2 separate regions of the Mus musculus genome follow, and region 2 is linked to region 1. A link is a contact called in public Hi-C data. All regions are on one chromosome and are shown on one strand. Each heading gives the region's core, a stretch centred on a gene start, on an enhancer-like site or on the middle of the called end of the contact. The rest is flanking DNA. Distances are from core to core; before and after follow the strand shown.

Region 1 (3,055 bases), core at 397-2,896:
TTATGAATAAGTTCTTCGAGAGAGAGCGCAGGATGAAGGCAAACCCCGGCACTCTTTTCTCAATGGCTGTTCCTGTTAGTGTGTCAGCCACAGAGGACCTCGCAGCAGACAGCTTATACATTAAATAAGAGCAGGAGAATAAACATGAAACAGGGTAAAAGAATGGAAATTCTCTCCTCGTCTCAATGGAACAGTCTAAATGTACTTAAAATCGGAAAAGAACAGCAAATAAACTGTTCCTGGTGCAGCAAATACTGTGTAAAAAGATGAGCATTTTCAAAACGTAAATGGTGTACGTAATTTAGGTTTAACTTTAAAAAAAAATTTTCCTCCTCACTCTCCTGTATTTCATGTTTATAGTTAAAAAAAAAAGTCTTAGCAAATTAGTGACTTCAAATAGTTAAGAGATCCTTTCTTGAACCTATCTGGAATTCCAGTCAAATCTAATAGTAAAATACATTTATTTTTTCAAAAGTTACTACATTTTATAGTATTGAACTGTCTTCATAAAATAATGCTATTTCAAGGTTTAATTCTTTAAAGCATAAGCTGCTATTTTCTAAAATATCCGGCCCCTACCTCCCCCCATAAAAAATCCAAAAGGATAAAATTAATGCACAGTAAATTAAAAAAATTCAAACACAATGACATATATTCCCTTTATTTGACAAATAGAACCCTTGCTTTGACAAGCAAAACCTCACCGAAAGCTTTGCTTGTGTTTAAAAGGGTGAGATTCATTCCCAGAGCATCTATAGGGATCTCACTTGAAAAGTCCATGTCACTGTTTATCTGAAAACATTGCCTTGTATTTACATCCCCCGTTGACTTTTAAAGCGCCCTTGGGCATATACCTCTCTCCACCTGCAAATGCTCAGATATTTGCCAAGTCCCTAAATTGAAAGCTACCCTCCAAAAAATAAAGTGATATAGAAACAGGAAATAAAACTTGCCAGCGTCAGAAGCTGGCATCTTAGAGAAGTTAATTGTGATAGTAGAAATGACCTAAACGGCCAGCATTAACTTCATGAGACCTCCTACTTATAATGAAAAGCCACTTCAATTGGCACCAAGTATAGCTAACATTTCCTAGAGATGTGTGAGAGGTATGTGCCTCCAGGACCAGAAAGGAGGGAGAGGTGTCCCACCTTTCCACATGAGACAATCAGCACTCTGGGTGGAGGGGGCAGAGGGGGGCAGCCCTCTCCACGCTGCACTTGGGAAGGCTGAGCTTACCTTGTGACAATAAGATCAGCTTTCTAATCTTTTGCTAAATCGATCACAAAAGAAAGCAAGAATGAGAGACAGAGAGAGAGAGAGAGAAAGAGAGAGAGAGAGAGGGAGAAAGAGAGAGAGAAAACAAATTCACATTCTAGGCATCCGGTTTTAAAAAACTTAAACAATAAAATAGGGATTTAAATTGTCTGATCTCAAAATTATTTTCTGTCATAAGTGATCATCTGTATGTTGTCTTGATTTTCAGATCACCTGAATATTCCAAAAACCATAAATCAAATGAGCTAAAACCGAATTTACAGCATCAGCATCATCCATAAATGAGTTCCAAACAGATGCATGCAGTGTGCGGATGTATGAATGTAGATAAACAGATGTTGTCACCACAGTCCTGTTCTGACATTCACCCTCTCTTCCCCTAACACCCCCCTGCCACTTGTCCCTGGTGTCAGGTGACTCAAGTGTACACTGCTAAGCAGAGTGCAGAAAGTGCCTACCATGAAGTTCTTAGAATGTCATGCGGGGGAGACACATACCACCAGGGCTTAACAAGAAGGAACGTGGAGATAGTTAAAATGTGTATCGCTCCTCTATTGATAAAACAGTCTGCCAACTGTAAGCAGCTCATGAAACCCTATCGTCACTCATTACTTTTAACACCCACCCTTTCCGAGTTTCATAAGCACACATCTGACTGCAGTCTAGACCTCTGTGCTGTTGCTCACACATCCGCAGTCACTGCACTTCCTAGGTTCGCTGCTGAGAAAACAGCAGCCAGACACACAAAAGTTGCATCAAGACAGACTGAATAGGAAAGAATAAATTAACATTGACAAGAGGGTATGCTGATCACCCAGAGGGACACCTCTGCCATAAGATGACTTGTGAATTTACACATCTCCACTGATATGTTACCAGGAAGAGATTTTTCTCTTCATTTCTCACATGCAGCACAAGAGGACTGTAATCTAATTAGATGATGTACCAGCCCTCAATATCTGTCAACCAAACGATGTGCAGAAATGTGGAGACCAGCTCTGGCACTCGGTGCAACAGTGTCCCTTTTCCGCTGTCAGCAGTACTGTTGGCCTCTGCTAATATAATTACATTGACTTTTATTCAATTAAGTGCCATCTCTCGCTTACAAAAAAAAAGCTACTTTATCAATTGATTCAGGTGTAATGTAATAATAAAGATGAACTCATGGCAGTGCATTAACTTTGCTGTTCATAACTTCAGTGCATGGGTTCATTCACAGCAGTCGATTTCCATTATGCAACCACAGTTCAAGAGAATTGATTCTTTTATGTTCACTTCTTAATCTATTTCATTTTTGTTTAATAATCTTCCCAAATGCCATATGCAAAACACATGGATGGGGTGAGGAGAATGGGCTGGGGGAAGCCTGCTGGTTTAGCCCCATGCCTTGGACTTGGGAGTCTTTGCCATGCTATTGCTGGGGTTGGAAGAAGAGCAGGAAAGTGGGCTGACCAAGGTTCCTAGCAGGAACTGGTCCTGTTCCTCAGGTTAGCGTTCTCACTCTACCAAATGGACCGCTTGGCTTTAACAAAGACCTATTGTCAGACCCTCTAATCGGTCAGTTCAAACCACTGACTGTCATAAAAAATACCGTCCTCGTGAGATTCAAAGACCCGGGGTTAATAGCCATTTGAAGAATATTACAAGTTTAATTGGATCAGCAAAACTGAAGAGGTAAAAAGAAGGAAGACAGAAAGAACTCACTACTGACAATCAGATGCTGAGAGAAAAGAAGCCCAAAGACAGGAGGGAGGGCACAGCTTGCTGCAAATAGGAAGAG
Region 2 (3,055 bases), core at 176-2,675, 560 kb after region 1:
ATGCTTTCATGCAATGAAAATGAGAATTCACAAAGTACATGAATATCAAAACAATAAAATATTATTTATAACTCTCAGAACATTCCACAAAAGTTTCTTTTTAACCACAACAATTCAGTCCAGCTACTCTTTGTGCTGAGTATAGCCTTGGTAGAGATCAAATACAGTGTTATAATAATGAAAACAGTTTTTACCACTCAAATTATATCACATATGCTTTATTAAGGTTTCTGTTACCAGCTTCCAAGTTTGTCTCCCTGGCTGTCTCATATACAACTCAGGAGGGGAATCTCGGGTACTCCGACTCACCTGGGTATGCTAACCACTAGAGGGCAACATTGGCCACACACTTATTCTAAGGCTCTTGTGGAGGGCAGAGTAGCTATAGAATGGGCTTCTATACACATAATTAGGTTTTATTGAACAACCAGTGTGGATGGCAATATTGGGTTTTGTGATGTCCGTGTATATGATCACATACTAAAAAGGAGTGGTTGTAATAATACGTCCACTATGTTTGAACATCGTTTTGCAAATGGTCCTTGAATATCAATGACTAGACAATGCACCAATCTTACAATGATTACATCACAAATAGATTCAAATATGGCACTTGAAAACTGTCCAAATGGTAAGTAGAACTAACCAGGGAGTCTGTTCGGCACCTGAATCCTCGAAGGACAGACAAACCTGATTTTCTTTGTTTTACAGCATTTTACAAATTTTTATTATGAAAGGTCAATGATGTTTTTCTCCTATCATAGGAAAATCATCTCTAGTTCCTTACTAAAACACAATTATTATTAGAGGTACAAAGTGGAAAGTGGGTTCTTGTAGAACTATTCATCTTTCATCTGTAGGATTAAGATTATTTCTAATTCACAGAGAACATAATATTAACTGGTTAGTATGTTAAATATCTTCTGAATTCACTCAGGAATTTACAAAAGAGTTTATAATTTTGCTGACTGGCTTCTTCCATTTGCATAAAATGTATGTCACAAATATCAGCTAGTATTTATTTTTCATTTCCTAGAAACTTTAGAAACTCTGTAATGTTCTTGGTTTTTAACAAACAGCCGAAACAGTCTTGGAATATTAATATGACATCAGAAAAATCCAACCATTTAGATTAAGACAATATTTGGTTCATATGTTCTTTAAGCATCAAAGATAAGATGAGGAGCCGTGAAGACTGACAGCTTTCCAGTCGGGGTTGATTAAATTAAGCTCGTTTTGGTAACTAGGAAATGAAGAAACTAGACCACATCAAATAAATAGTCTCAGTTAAGGACAGTGCAGCGGTGACACTGGACAAATGTCAGATTAAGCAGATGCTGCCATCAGTCCATTTGTTGTCATGATTGTAATGTGGCAACTGGCTCCAGAGACAGAGGTATTCTGAAGGAGAGCTTCCTGGGATGGCACTTTTTGTTGACTCCATAAATGAGTATGAGTCATAGTGATGAGGGGATACTGGCTGCCACACCCACAACTGTCAAAGCAGAAACCAGGGGAGAAGAAACCACCAGAGTTTTATTTCTCTTTTGAAAAACAACAACACACACAAATTCCTTAAATTTCCCCTTAAATTTCTCAGGTCTTCTCTCTCTCTCTACTCTCTCTCTCTCTCTCTCTCTCTCTCTCAAAGGGAATTCGACTTCTACTTCAAACATATGTTACAGGCTTTTAAAATATATTTAGAATTTTATTTATGACACACATACCTTAGGTAGCTCAAGAGACCAAAATTCCATCAAGTAAAGAGGTGAACATTCATTACATGACTTCTTTATTTAATTATGAAATACAAAAGCCCATTAGTAGAATGGCCTGTTGGCCTGGAGAGAGGATGCTGGCCTGCCTGCCACGGGGTGGACCTGCAGGTTTCTCTCCTGCTCTAGCTTGCCAAGCTGGCAGGCTTTTGGAGAGCAGAATCAACCTCAAAAAGGAAAAGGAGAAAGATGTGGAATTCTGACCTCTTCGTTATCACCACACTATAAAATACACCCGTGCAAACCTTGCAAACAACAGCTATATGGGTGCCTTATTTTTATTTTATTTTTTTTAATTAGGTATTTTCTTCATTTACATTTCAAATTCTATCCCAAAAGTCCCCCAGCCCACCCTCCACTCCCCTCCCCCCACTCCCACTTCTTGGCCCTGGCATTCCCCTGTACTGGGGCATATAAAGTTTTCAAGACCAAGGGGCCTCTCTTCCCAATGATGGCCGAATAGGCTACCTTCTGCTACATATGCAGCTAGAGACACGAGCTCCGGGGTACTGGTTAGTTCATATTGTTGTTCCAACTATAGGGTTGCCGACCCCTTTAGCTCCTTGAGTACTTTCTCTAGCTCCTCCATTGGGGGCCCTGTGATCCATTAAACAGCTGACTGTGAGCATCCACTTCTGTGTTTGCCAGGCACTGGCATAGCCTCACAAGAGACAGCTATATCAGGGTCCTTTCAGCAAAATCTTGCTGATTCGTGCAATGGTGTCAGTGTTTGGAGGCTGATTATGGGATGGATATACGGGAGCCTTATAAAGTCTTTACTTATTGTTTGAATTTGAATAAAATATATTTTAGGAGAAATGTATGAAATTATAAACCTGAAATCTAGTCTGTGTTCTGCTACCAGCTGTGTGATAGGGCAGAAATCACATTAAATCACTTAAAATGCCTGTTTGTGGTGGTGATTACTAGCTTGGCCTAGCCATAGGAAGTTTCTGCAGATCAAGTAATTTGATGTTGGTGAACATTGCCACACACAGCAGAAAGCAGAGGTCCCTGTTCCAACACCCACGGTTGGTTTGGGTCCTTCCCAGAAATTACTTTCAAAGTCAGGCCTGATTGGCACAATGCACATTTCCTAGGAGTTCCCACCTACTGCTCACAAGTGTTTTGACTGCCAAAGAGCTCAAAAGGAAATGAACTCTGAAAATTTAAAATGAAGGTAAGTTATCTTGATTATCACTCTGTTAAATGATTAGCTTAAATCACTTGAAGGACGGTTCTTTCAGGTGTGCGTGATCGTGTTCATTTTATCGTTAGCA

What was found. Hi-C and Micro-C count contacts between places; a contact is called where the count stands out from the background.
Region 2: a Hi-C map of the N1E-115 cell line shows a contact between it and region 1, with 14 times the contacts expected there. The contact joins two enhancer-like sites. A contact is called at or near these places in 1 of 484 Hi-C or Micro-C datasets (the N1E-115 cell line) and 1 of 9 other capture datasets (embryonic stem cells).

What each region holds. Positions count from the first base shown.
Region 1 is chr4:84,276,670-84,279,724 of GRCm38.p6, forward strand. The region is part of intron 6 of Bnc2 (basonuclin 2); the gene reads right to left. Among named protein-coding and RNA genes, the nearest start is that of Gm33597, 57 kb to the left of the region's middle. Within about 2 kb of position 1,647, at least 4 of the 459 cell types and tissues checked have an H3K27ac peak or open chromatin away from gene starts, as enhancers often do. A contact at or near this core is called in the N1E-115 cell line, where this site is marked.
Region 2 is chr4:84,836,851-84,839,905 of GRCm38.p6, forward strand. No RefSeq gene overlaps it. Among named protein-coding and RNA genes, the nearest start is that of Cntln, 46 kb to the right of the region's middle. Within about 2 kb of position 1,426, at least 3 of the 459 cell types and tissues checked have an H3K27ac peak or open chromatin away from gene starts, as enhancers often do. A contact at or near this core is called in the N1E-115 cell line, where this site is marked.